Linked DNA regions of Sus scrofa: region 1 is linked to region 2. The links are chromatin contacts, called in public Hi-C maps. All regions are on one chromosome and are shown on one strand. The core of a region is the stretch at or near the end of the contact, and the rest is flanking DNA. Distances in the headings are between cores, read along the strand shown. Region 1 overlaps PCCA (propionyl-CoA carboxylase alpha chain, mitochondrial). Region 2 has its middle 57 kb from the start of ZIC5.

Region 1 (7,259 bases), core at 2,540-5,039, 490 kb after region 2:
CAAGGTGTTATCGAAGAGCTCCTGGCATTTGCACACCTCCCAGGCCTCTGGGCTCCAGGCCGGCGCTGAGGAATTTGCCAGGGAAGGCCCGGTTCCCCAAGGTCTTCTGCTTACTCTGTACTCTGCAGACAGCGGCACTCTCACTTGAGAGCAGCACAGAACGGGTCCCACAGAAGGGAAGGAGCAAGGAAGGGGGACATGGCAAAACGGGGCCCTTCCCCGCCTGTGTGCTTCTTTACATAACTGTGTTTTTATAACATTTCCTGTACTTTCCTGTAAGCTGATGCTGCCCTCATTATAGATTTTCAAGAGAGCGTTTCATTGTACCCTAAATTATATAGTGCTTTGAAAAGGTACCTTCTTACTGCTTTACCACATACCTTATAAACGCGTAATTACATAAAACAATTGAGGACTCAGAATGGAAGCAGCCTGTACTGTTAACAGATGTTGGTTGGTATCGTTACTTAATTGAGTAGAAGGCTTTCAAAGATCTATAATATTTTTCTGGTGTAAAAAAGAAAGAAATGACTCATTATGGTCATAGTGTGTCACGGAGGCTCCGGAGCAAGCAGAAGGCACGCGTTCTGGTCGCGAGTTCTGTACAGGGTCTTGTCAATGGACTTGCCTTTGTGGACGGCAAAGTGCCACTTATCCCAGCAAATTACCTTTGTGCCGTATGGTAGACAGCTGGGCACCTGGGCGAGGCAGAGGCTGGGCCCCTCTATGCGGGCCACCTGCACACAGCGGCCCACGCGCCCAGCTCCGAGGAGGCTGCTGCGGTAAGAGACGCTTGCTGGGACCCACTGGTGACTTGCTCTCTTAGTCCCTTCCCTGGGACCAGGAATGAGGCTGGCTCCCTGTACAGGAGGGTTTTTGCTTTTTGTTTTCTTTTCTATCATTTTTGGGTCCATATTAAGACACAAGCATTTCAGATGACAAGGAAAGTAACCTCAGTGGGGCCCCACCGGGGAAATAAATCCTTTTATTAAGGGCTGGATTTAATGTTTAATTTCATTTTCAGCACTATTGTGCAAAAGGAAAAGTTGCTGATCTTAGGATATTAGAATTGCAGGACCCTGGTGTTTCCGATTAAGAAACGCAATAAGAAAAATGAGGTTAGATTTTTGTATGGTTGACAGTCCTCCCTGTATGTTCCTCTCTGGGGAAGGTGTCTTTTAGGAACTAGCTGGAGATACATACAGACCCACTTCATCCAAGGGTCTGCTGTTAGCCTGAAGGTAATTGTTCGTTTCTGGAAACCTTTCCCTATTTTAGCCAGAATTTTGGAAGATGAGCTGCTGAAATGACTTCACACGTTTTCGTGGTTTTGTCGGAATTTTCCTCCCATCTCTATTTTTGTGATTCTCCGAAACTGCCCTTAGAGAGGTTGCTGCTCACGGCTGTCGAGATTCTTTTGTGACGCGCTGAAGTTCAAGAACCAACTCAGCAGTTAAAAAATGAAACCCCGAGGATGGATTGATTCATAAATGCAGGCGGACGTGTTGAAAGTGGCACATTATGTCACCGCGGCGTATCGACATTGTCAATTACATGTCCTTAAACAGCGAACCTGACTGAATGATTTACTTTGTGTTTAACTGCCTTTTTCAATTAAAGGGAGCGAATGCTGAGGAGCTGGGCCGCAATATCAGAAACCATATATTTTCTCCTGTTAACACCAGCATCGCTGACCGGCAAGTGAGGGGCCTGTTGGCGGTTTGCTGTGGGCTCTGCTGCTCTGGTTTAAATGGTCCAAGAAAGTGACGAGTGGGTGGGAGCACCTGACGCCGCCTCCAGATCTTTTCGTCGGTGCATTTCCATTCTGTCCTTTCGCTGCACGCTTGGGAGGTGTTGTTTCCGGGTAGCTCGAGCTATTTATTTTGCAGGCATTTGTTTCCATTTCAAGGGCCCTTGATGTTTCCTCATAGTCTTTTTTTTTTTTTTTTTTTCTTTCAAAGCATTATTTCGCATAATGACCCAAACCTTAAACTGTTGAATTTGCAGTTGCAGTACAGGTGTTCTGTTGCCCCAGCCAAGGCTCTCTAGACTCCCCCCACCCAAGTTGCAGGGGCGATAACTTGAACCAGACGTCCTGGTTTCTTGGGACCTGGTTTTATTATCTCACACGTGAATATGGCTTTCATATTTCCCAAGGCTAAGCCGTGTGTAGTAGTCCTTAAGTGTGCATTTGCAGTAGATGGATATATTAACTGTTACTCTGAAGCTGAGAATTTGAGCTATTAACTGACCCACTGTATTTGTTCTCTGTGTAAAGTTTTGTTATAACAGTGCTAATTACTAAGCAGCTGAATTTGTGAAAAAGTGCACAGCAGTAATTTGCACCTTGCTGTTGCTTTGCTATTAAAAAAAATTGTGAACACATACACGGGTGCACGCACTCGATTTATGAGCTTCGGAAGAGCACGTTTATCCATGGACCTTGAACAGTTGGGCTTCTGGAGCAGAGCATTTGGTGTCTATATTTGGGCTTCTGAGATGCTCCCTTTACCCTAAGAAGAGCTGTCGAGTGCTGAATAGGACATTTTGACAAGGAGGAGCAGCATTTTCAATTACTATGTGCTTTTGTTTATTCTTATTTTTTGCCAGTTTCAGGGGGTAAAAAACAAGGAAAAAAAAAGACCTTTCTCGTTCCTTCCTGTGGATGTGAAATCATGAGCGGAAGCGGTCAGGTTGTGGGGGGGTGGTATTGCCATTGTTTCAATGGCGGATGAAAATGGTTCTCGTCTGTTGGATTCACATCCTCAGCCAGTGCATCACTGAAGTCTCATCACACACCCAAACCAGCACACTTTTGTGTTGTGTTCTGTTTGGGTCCCCAAGAACAACTTCAAGTCTTGGGGGAAGTGTATTTTTTGCCCCGTGGATGTAACAGAAACATCCGCTTGAGGTAGTTTCCGAGTTCACTTAATAACCGGAGAGCCAAAAACTCAGGGCACTCTGGCTGTTGGAAAACTCCGTGTTTTTTTTGGTTTGTTTGTTTTTTTATTAGGTATATGCAGATTAATCCCACCCACCTCTTGTTTGGATTTCTGGCAGCCGGGAACTTGTCAAAGAAATTTGTGTTTTTAAAAAGAAATGTGGAAAAACGAAATTTTCTTTCGTGGTGCCAGAGTTTTTCTGTACTTTTAAGAAATCCTGCTCCTGGGCAGCGGGAAAGGTTTCAAAGGAACCTCATCTCCATATGGTTTTCCTCGATAATCCTTTATCCACCATCTTCAGCCCTCATTCCTTTGCTTTCTTGCCTGTGGCTACATTTCTATCTCTGCATCAATTAGCACAGTGATTTATACAACAAGCAAGCAGTTTAGAGGTAATGGTACACAATTAACATCTCATTCCACCATAAAGGGTATGCTAAATACCCCAGTCATTGCTTTCTCTGCCTGGAATTGAAATAAGTGTTTGTCCTAATTCATATGCTATCTGATGTGAAGTGGGCCTGCTTTGTACTACACTAGACCATTAATCTAATTACAGATAGCTGCAAATGAAGCGCTGTCTGAGCTGGGAGATTGAAGAAAATAGCCTTTTGTCATTTCGCGTGACTCTGTGAAGCAAGATCACACTTTACAGGGCAATCCTGCAAAATGGAGATCTCAATAATATTGCTGCCTGTTGCATCTTTTCTAATTACAACAGCATTGTAAACACAAGCGGTCGCTGATATAAATAGAGCTGTAGATATGCTGTCATGGGGGTTGTCAGAGACAGTCCTCCGAGTGCTGTTGGATTAAATGATGCATCCTGATTGACAGCTACCTTGAGACTGTGCCGATGGAGATGTCACAGCATTATGCTAACAGGCTGCCCGGTGACTGCAGCTGTACCAGGCACTCTAACTGCTGTCTGTTCCTGTCACCTGCCTCGCCTAGCTGGTACCTCCAGGAAGACAGCGATGGGCCTTCATTCTGAATGCTTTTAGGATTGTTTCCGGGACATGTTTGTTGGTTTGGTTTTGTAGGCCCGGTGCTGGAGTTAGAGGGGAATGTCTTTTGCCTGGCTTCGAACCCATGCGTTGTGTGAATTGAGTGGCTCATAAAGCGCTTAGGAGTGGAACACAAGGTTGAATGACAGTTCTGATTTCACCTGAACGCTTTAGATTTTGTGCCTCTTTTTTCTACTTTTCTGAAGCACTGGTGTTTTCCAAGACGCGTCTTTTTCTTTCTTTTTTGCTCACCCTCGTGGCATGTGGAAGTTCCTGGGCCAGGGATTAAATCCGTGCCAGAGATGTGACCTGCACCACAGCTGTGGCAACACCAGAGCCTTAACTCAAAGTGCCACAGCGCGAACTCCCCAAGGTGCCTCATTTTTTAAGTTTTATTGAAGTAGAGTTAATTTACAAGACTGTGATCATTGCTGCTGCTGTACAACACAGTGACCCAGTCACACACAGACGTCATTTTTGCCGCTACCCATTTCTGTCCCTTTAAAGCCATGACAATTTATCTCTGGCTCAGAGTTAGGAAAGCAGACTTCGAGAGGAATAGTTGTGTGGTAGCTCGCCCTGCTGTGGCAATGAAGACACAGCTGCACATTGGAGACCCTTGGGATGGAAGGTAGAAAACTTGGAGGAGAGGTCCATGGGTTTGAAGAAGGGACGTTTTGCACCTTTCTCAGTGAGGGTTGGTGTTCAGCATGAAGCCAGTGCTTCCGGATGTTAAGGTAACTGATGGAAAATGACAGCGAAGTGTCACCACTGACCCTTGACCCGGTGATGGCCGAGAGGGCCCTCGGTGGACGCGAAGAAACATCAGCAGGGTCTCAGCTGCGCATATATATGTTCCTTGTTCCGGGAGGAACGACACGGGTAGGAAACGTGGGGCTGAGCCTGCTTTAAGAGGCTCTGAAATGCCAACTGGAAAAACATGTCAACAAACTGGAAACACGTCCGCGGCGCCCTCGGGCCCCTGAATCTTCGAAGCGCGTGAGCGCGTGGGATGCGTCAAACCACCGGTGGCTCTGGAGGCCTGGGAAAGGCCTGGTTTAAGCTCCCAGAGGAGGGGCACAGGCTGAACTCACACACCACAGCAGATGGGGCTCCTGATGACCATCTGGGTGCCGTGTGTCCACAGGGTGGGGATGGCCCGCCGCTGCCCCAGGCGCCGAGCAGGGTGCTTAAGCAGAGGCCCCTCGGGTGTTTAACCAAGTTCTGGTACAGAGCGTCCCCCCCCCCACAGAACCATGACTGGCCCCCCCTTCACCCCAAGAATCCACTGGACTCCGCCCCCCACCGTTCCGCCTCTGTCCTTTCCCTCGTTGAGAGCTGTATGTTCATTGTTAAAACAATGCCATTGTGTTGCTTTGAATCATCCAGCTCTTGCGCTTTTCGTCCTGATGCTTTTATGCCTGGTGTGATTTTTCCTTCTTTCCTTTGAAGTTTTTGGGAGAAATTTTCTCCTTAGACATGGTTTTACATGGCAGACACCACAAAATTAGCTTGCTTAGAAACCGGGGCCAGGGTCGTTGGCCCGTAATTAGGTATCAGGTACGGCCTTTGCCCAGCTGTTGGTGCCTATGGGCCGCGGAGCCCGAGCCCCGGGGCACCTGTTCTCTGCTCTGCTCATGCTGTGCCGTGTGTTTTCATTTGATTGTGGTTTGGAGGCGTCTCCCTAAACCCGCAGGGCGAGGTGCCCTCTCAGCTCCCACCAGCAAGCGACTTATCATCCTCAAGCAGACATTTGTCATGGCCTGGGTCAACCTAGATTGTGCTTCTCTGTCCTGCCAGCGAGCCTTGAACACCTTGGCCTCCAGCCGCCAAAACATGGTGGTTCATCTGCTTGAAAACCGTAACAACAACTTAAAATCGAGACTCTCCGGGGAAGTTCTGCAGAACCCACCAGAAACAGTCAAATACCTCGCATGAAATCAAACTGCACGCGGCACAGGGCGTTCTCCTGAAATCTCGAACCTCTCTGCCCCGTGTCCTCTAAGAATTCCGAAGAACCAATAAACAGCAGTTTTGATCATAAGCTTTGAAAGCCCTAGTGTACATTCTTAAATGACTTCTTTTCTGGGGCATCAAAAAGCTTTTACAGTTCTCACTAGGCACTTCATTCTGATGGGCCCATATGCTGCTCTCCACTTAGCTCCCATCCTGGCACGGGCGAGCCAAGAGGTTGTTTTAAGAAGGCGTGTTTGTGTGGGCATGCCAAAGGGGTCAGGACAACATCAAAGGTAGTCTTAAAAAGAGAACCTTCTCTCCGGCCCCTCTTTTTCTATTCAGAAAGGTCATGTCTAAGCCAACTCTTTCCAACAGGGCCTCTCCTGAGGCATTTACGCCGTTGTTATTTTTTACTTGTGATTACAATAAGTCGCTTATCCCCCAAACAGATTTAAGAACAATAAACAAATACAAAAGGAAAAGGAACATCTCATCAATAACAAAGACCGCATCTAAAGGCACTGAGTTCTGTGATTCCTTTACATCTCTTTCCAAGCCAAGCAGGAGTCCTACAGAGAAAGGAATCCAGAAGATATGAAAATTATAAAAATAGTCAAAGGATCCAGTTTTAGTCAGGATCTTGTCATTTCTGGGGCGAAATGGAGCCTGGGACAAGCTTAGCACTTTATTTATATTAAGACTTATTTGCGATGTAGCTGAAGTTAGTTCGGAAGGTATCCGCCATGGTGAAATGTGATAAGTCGTCCTCTTCTCCGTGTAGGAAGATACTTTCCCCAAATTCATATTTTGAAGGCACATTGTGCAAAAAGCAAGAAGAAACAAAAGATCTGTGTTCGGCGGGGAAAATGAGCAATGGCCGCAGGAGTGGCCCAGGCAGGTGCCGGCTAGAAAAGTAACTTTTTCTGTTGACTCCGATGCTTCTAGTGATGTTGGATTTTCTTTTCCAAAGCAGACAGGGCACAGATAACTGAAATCGTGCTATTTGGTACAATTATATTCTCCCATCTCCTTCAACCCCCCCCCCAGAGGATTTAATGAAGGACTCTGAGGTACAATTCATCGTTGATAAATAGGGCCTCTGCCCAGAAGGTTTATTAGACTGACAGCAGAATGCACTCTCCTTGCTTTTTCCCCCTGCCTCTTATGACTCAGATGAATTTTAATAGGAGCAAAAAGCTTTTATTTGCACTGTAATTTCACTTAAGGATCATATCCTTCAGAAACCGGCAGACACTTATATGTCTTGATTGCCAAACACAGGCTCAGGAGTAAAGAAACATGCAAAAGATGTTATTATTCAACCTGTCACAGTGTCGCAAAGCTGCTTGGAACT
Region 2 (6,557 bases), core at 1,136-3,635:
ATTTTAACTGCTGGACTTAATTTAATTATTGTATTTTGTACATACTCCCAGAAGCCCCAGGGCATGAGCTTTTCTTTTTTCAAAACTTTCAAATGAATATCTTTAGAAATGCACATTTCTGATGGTAACCTTACTTCTTTCACACGTATTTCTAATCTAAATAGCAAACTTGGATCATTCTGTCTCCTGACACATTCGTGGAGAGGCTTCAAACTCACATGGCTTTGCCAGAGATCCTCAGAATATAGTCATCTGAGTTCTGAGTGTGGGAGCCCAGGTTTCCTAACAAGAAAACAAAAACTGTCTCCAGTTGAACTACATTTTCCAACTTGATGGTTCTGGGCACATAGTCTTCAGTAAGAAGGGTTCCTGGGTTGCAGGCAGTAACGTGCTGGTCCCATGGCTACAGTCCGCCACCATCTGTCCCTATAGTTTCTATGAGATACTTCCCCCAACATCAGCTGCTCCTCGCGGATCCCAGCAGAGGCTCATGTGTGAACACACACACACACACAGTTGTCATCCCATGCTGATGGCAAAGATTCAATATCTTCATTTCTCATCTCTCTTTATCCATAAACATTTTCATTTGAGCCTTCTGATTTTCCCCTGGAAATTAAAAACTTGGACCACATCTTGACTCTCAAAGGTGAAAAATATTTGGGGACAGGGTATTAACTTAAACTCATTTGGCAATATTGGAATGTGGAACAAACATACATTTTCCAAATTCATAAGCTCTGCCCAAAATATTTCATGAGAGTTGGGCCACTTATGAAGTAAGCTTCATTTTAGGACTTGCGAGACCTCTGAATTTAGGAAGATGTTTGTAAGTAGAATTATCTGCTAGGTGAATCTGATTATCTTATGTATTTTAATTTAAAATGTAAAATTGCTAATAAATAAAATTTAAAATTCTAGAAATCACAGCATTTTGGTGCCAAAGAAGGCCTTTCCAGGTCACCTATGCCAAAGATCTGGATGTGGGCTGCATATTCGAATTGCCTGGTGGACGTTTAGTAAATACTCTAGTCTGAACCATCATTTTGCAGATTAAAAAGAGAAACACCCAAACACAACTCTAAAAGTTGCAATATGGCGTTTACATTTGAAGTCTAAGGAATAATACTATAACATGTTTTGGGGACTCCTGGCCAGGCGAAACTTTAAAAAGCAAGCTCACTCAAGTTTCCCTAATTATCCTTTGAGCCACACAAATTGTAAGATTTTTTTTGACTGATTTTTCCCATGTGATATGCTTTCTAATTTTATGCACATTGACATCCCTGACAGATCTTGGAAAAGGCTGGAATAGTCAAAGCCTTGAACTATCTCACATTTAACTTTTTTTCTTTTTTTGGGGAGGGTATTTTTAGGGCCACACCTTCAGCAGATGGAGGTTCCCAAGTTAGGGGCCCAATTGGAGCTGTAGCTACTGGCCTACGTCACAGCCACAGCAACACCAGATCTGAGCTGCATCTTCGACCTACACCACAGCTCCTGGCAACGCGGGATCCTTAACCCACTAAGCAAGGCCAGGGATCCAACCTGCATCCTCATGGATGCTCGTCAGATTTGCTAACTGCTGAGCCACAACGGGAAGTCCTCACATTTGCCTCTTAAAAGACGGTACCCTTGTGTGGATGGCGGCTTTACTTAAAAGTTTGCCCTCTTCACTGGCAGTGTCCTGCTTCATGACTAGTATTCTGTGAATTCATTTTTCTTACATATATTTAAAATACATACATTTGTCCCAGTGTCATCTGACGATCTCAAAACATTTGAACCATGGAGCTTTACCCTGTACCATTTTTATAAAAACAGAACCAAAGAGACAAACAGCAGCTCATCCGAGTGAGTCCCCTGAAGGCGAAGGGAGCTTTGCTACCGTCTCTGACGGCCTCTCCCTCTCGAGGGCAAGGGAGGCCGCGCGAAGAGCAAGGGCTCCTTCTGGTGAGAAGCCTTGGGGCCGGCTGTGTAAACGCTGGCTCTCGCCCGCCTCCCCCAAGACCAGCTCCTCCCTCACCTCTCCCACTCCTCGTCCTCCTTCTCCCCCTTCCCCTCAAGGAGGGCGCGCTGGCGGGTCGCGAGGGGAAAGGAAAGGAAAGGAAAGGGGGCGCTCCAGCCAGAGGACCTCCCGGGAGAGATCCTGGAAGCTTTGATCTCAAGGATTTGCCCTGGGCTGAAAGACCTCTGTTGGCCACTCCTCTAGGATCCTAATAAGGCCAGGACCTGGGATCACAGATGCAAACCCTTTTTAACGCTGCGATGCAGATTAAAGCTGTGGAGCTGCTGCGAGAGACGGTGTGTTAATACGTGGCACCTACGCAGAATGCGTGCAAGGATTCTCTGCTCCAGCGGACGTTAATTGAGTTTCTGTTGTGTGCCTGGGCTAAGTGACGTCACTGCGTCAGTGATGGGCTAAGAGGGAACTCCCGGGCTGGCCCTAGGCCCCTGTATCAGTGGTTCGGTCAGAAACGAAAGCAGCGGGGCGGGGCGGGCCTTTCTTATTCTGCAACCCCCCCCCCATTCTTTTCTAATTACTCTTCCTAATCCTTTACAACAGACATGCAAATTAACCAAGAGCGCTGCTCCAGGTCTGAGACTGGAAAAAGGAATAAAAAGGGAAGAAATCTCAAAGTGTCTTAGAGGTAGATTCTCATGGAGCCATACAAAAAGAATGTTTATAAAAAGATTAAAAAACATTAATGGCAAAGAGAACGGCTGAAAAGCTTGCCCTTGCTTATTTCACTGTCTGCTCCTACTCAGAAAAATGTGTGTTGCCATTTCATTTTGTCGCTGCTTTAAGATAACTAGAGGTAAAGAAAATAAGTCTGGGCAAAAATGAGAACTTGGGTGAGAGCTAAAGTTCATTATTATTATTATATTATTACAAGAGTGGTAAGACACTGGGCCAGAGAAAATTTAAAGTAATCATGTAAGGTTTTTGACAATCAAGCTTTATCTTTTTTGTCTTTTTAGGGCCGCACCCATGGCATATGGAGGTTCCCAGGTAGGGGTCCAATCGGAGCTGAAGCCGCCAGCCTACGCCACAGCCACAGCCACAGCCACGCCAGATCCAAGCCATGTCTGCTACCTACACCACAGCTCACGGCAATGGCGGATCCTTAACCCACTGAGTGAGGCCAGGGATCAAACCCGCGTCCTCCTGGATGCTAGTCGGGTTCGCTAACCACTGGGCCACAACTGGATCTCCTAAATCATTTTTTGGGTGATAACCTCCAAGGCCTGGAATCCACAAGGCTGGTGGCAGCGTGACTGGTACAGTTCTCCTGGGAAGTATTCAGCAATGGGCATCAACAGACTTACTGTCATTTACTTTGTCATCCAGCTGTGCCTTTTACATCTGGATCTGGGCAATTCTATCATCCTAAATATAGAAAAAGCCTCATTCACAAAGACAACTCACAGTCCCGTCATTTAAATTAGAGAGGTATGGGGGCCGTGGGAACCTGATGAAATATTAGCCACAAAGCTTGTTTCTGAAGAGAAAAATAAAAACCTTTTAAGGGATTCCTGTTGTGGCTCAGTGGTCATGGATCCAACTAGTATCTAGGATGACACAGGTTCAATCCCCGGCCCCACTCGGTGGGTTAAGAACCCAGTGTTGCTGTGGCTGTGGCAGAGGCCAGCAGCTACATCTCCAATTCGACCCCTAGCCTGGGAATTTCTATATGCTGCAGGTGTGGCCCTAAAAAGACAAATAAAATTTTTTTAATTTAAAAAAGAACTTCTTCTTTATAAAAAGAAAGAAAGAAACCTTTTCATAGAAAGTTTAAAAACAGACACCAAGCTGTATATGCAGAGTCTGGAGCTGGCCGGCCTGGGCTCTGCTGCTCCTGCTGGCTAACCTTCGGCAAGGAGGTAGCCTGTCTGTGCCTCGGTGTTATCATCTGTGAAGTGTGATAACCGTAGCCCGATCGAGTAGGATTGCTGTGAGACACCAGTGAGTTCGTGCTCAGAAGAGTACCTGGCACATAGCAGGCTCTCAACATACGGTACGGTAGCTGCTAATGTTACAGTGTGGTCCCAAGTCGGTTAAAAAGAAATCGCATTAGAAGAAAATACACCTCAATGGCAGCAATCTCTGTTTTAGGATGTCAAGACTACTGATCATTTTTACTTTGTCTTTTCCCTTTTTTGCATTTCCAAACTTCTCATTAAAGATGTATCAAAATTGTTAAACCAAGTTGGAGCTAATTACAAACAAAATCTACATTTGAAACCACCGCTTTTGATCATTCTAGGGTTACACCTAGAAGGCCCGGAGTAGAGAGGCCCCAGCGGGGAGTTTTCATAGGATCTGAAGCATCCTGGGGCCAGGACTGGGGTACCGGCTTCCAAGGACTCCTCCTGCCCTGGGCACCACGTCACTTCTTGTCACAGGGACAATGGGCTCGGCTGTGTCAGGTCACCAACTGCACCCTGACTGGCAAGAAAGTGATTCCCAGTCGCCCCACCCCCCACGCCCTGTGGGCACTGGGAAGCTCCTGCTCCTTCTCCTTAAGTAGAGATCTTGATGCAGTTAGCAGCCTCGGAGAATTAGAACAGCGGTCGAGGGAATTTTTCAGACACTGCCTCGGCGGTGGAGAAAGAGCTCCTGAAGCCTGTGCTCCTGCACTGCAGCTGTCCAGCCTCGGGATGCCTTCTCCCAGGGCGGAGGCCAGTCTGCTCTGTTTACACACCTGGACCTGGTGTGAAGGGCAGTTTGGAGGGAGGGGGGCTCCCCTGGCCATTTGTGGAGTTGTTCCCACTTCCCAGCAGCAGGCTATAGACCAGCCTTCCAAGAAATACCAGAAGCCAAGTGCACTATCTGTCATCACTTAATAAAGCTTCGAGCTTTTTTTTCTTTTTTTGGTCTTTTCTAGGGCCGCACCCACGGCATATGGAGGTTCCCAGGCTAGGGGTCTGATCGGAGCTGTAGCCGCCGGCCTAGGCCTACACCAGAGCCACGGCAACACCAGATCCGAGCTGCGTCTGTGACCTACACCACAGCTCACCGCAACGCCGGATCCTTAACCCACTGAGCAAGGCCAGGGATCGAACCCGCAACCTCATGGTTCCTAGTCGGATTCATTAACCACTGCGCCACGACGGGAACTCCTAAAGCTTCGAGCTTTGCATGTAACAAAAGGGGACGAAACAGCCCAGCCTCACATTGCAGGAACCCAAGAATCATTCCATCGGCTCCACGTGGAAAGGGCTTTCTCTTCTTCTAACGTTTAACTATTAGATCTAAGATGAGCAACAAGGCTCCTAGTAAATAAAATAGGAATAAAATAGGAGTTCCCTGATAATGCAGTGGGTTAAGGGTCTGGCATAATCACTGCTCTGGCTCAGGTTGCTGCTGTGATGCGGGTTCAGTCTCTGGCCCGAGAATTTCTGCATGCTGCAGGCAGGGCCAATTTTTTTAAAAAAGAGGAATAAAATAACTGTTTGCAACTTGACTTCATCACACAGTATGGAAAGGGGGGAACTGATAAGTTGCAATAAGCAGTAGTATTCTTTGAAAAATAGACAAGTGTGTCAAATTTAAACAATGTCAGCGTCATTTTTCTATATTTTTATGAGGTTGGAATTAAACCAGAGACAGAAAATGTATTTACTGTGTTCATTCCTAGCACCTAGCACAGTGCTTGCTGTTGACATTCGTTGAATGAATCAGTAATGCATTGATGGACAAAGGAGAGGTCTCTCTTTTGTGTTAGATGGGACATAGAACAATAACTCAGCACCCCACTCCTAAAGGCTCACTCTAGGAGTTCAGGTCCTGGCTCAGTGGTTAACGAACCCGACTAGCATCCATGAGGACGTGGATTCAATCCCTGGCCTCCCTTAGTGGGTTAAGGATCTGGCATTGCTGTGAGCGTGGTGTAGGTCGCAGACTCCGCTTAGATCCTGTGTTGCTGTGGCTGTGGTGTAGGCCGGCAGCTACAGCTCCAAGTGGACTCCTAGCCTGGGAACCTCCATATGCCATGGGTGCGGCCCCAGAAAAACCAAAAAAAAAAGGCTAAAGACTCACACTAGTGGTAGAGCCAGACACACAAATAAAAAATGACTCAAATATAATGTGACTGATTTCTGAGACCATACAACTAATAGTCAATACTCGTATTTCAGCTGCTCCTATGTGTCAAGTACTTATACATAGTAAAATGTAATTCTTTCCTTCAAAGTTCACAGTATGGAAAACACAAAGCATAGGAGACACAATACCACGAGGAAGGCCAAACAGAAATGTGGACTCGGCAGAGAGGCCACCTGGCTGAATTTAATTATGCAGACTCTGGCATTAGACTGCTTGAGTTCACAGAGTTGTGTGACCTTAGACAAGTTGCTTAGCCTCTCTGGACGATTCTGTTTGCAAAATATTATACTGGGACTTAAAGGGTTGTTATTGGGTATAAAAGAGTTAATATCGAATACCAAATATAAATAAATGTGAAATAAATCTTTCCTGTGTTCTATGCATCATTAAGAACTCTGGGGAGTTTCTGTCGTGGCTCAGAGGAAACAAACCCAACTAGCATCCATGA

The links. Hi-C and Micro-C count contacts between places; a contact is called where the count stands out from the background.
Region 1: a Hi-C map of epiblast stem cells shows a contact between it and region 2, with 2.1 times the contacts expected there. The contact joins two enhancer-like sites. A contact is called at or near these places in 9 of 47 Hi-C or Micro-C datasets (embryonic fibroblasts, epiblast stem cells, mesenchymal stem cells and 4 more).

Annotation. Positions count from the first base shown.
Region 1 is chr11:69,263,607-69,270,865 of Sscrofa11.1, forward strand. All of the region lies in intron 21 of PCCA (propionyl-CoA carboxylase alpha chain, mitochondrial), which reads left to right. Among named protein-coding and RNA genes, the nearest start is that of GGACT, 82 kb to the right of the region's middle. Within about 2 kb of position 3,790, at least 3 of the 83 cell types and tissues checked have an H3K27ac peak or open chromatin away from gene starts, as enhancers often do. A contact at or near this core is called in epiblast stem cells, where this site is marked.
Region 2 is chr11:68,770,461-68,777,017 of Sscrofa11.1, forward strand. No RefSeq gene overlaps it. Among named protein-coding and RNA genes, the nearest start is that of ZIC5, 57 kb to the right of the region's middle. Within about 2 kb of position 2,386, at least 8 of the 83 cell types and tissues checked have an H3K27ac peak or open chromatin away from gene starts, as enhancers often do. A contact at or near this core is called in epiblast stem cells, where this site is marked.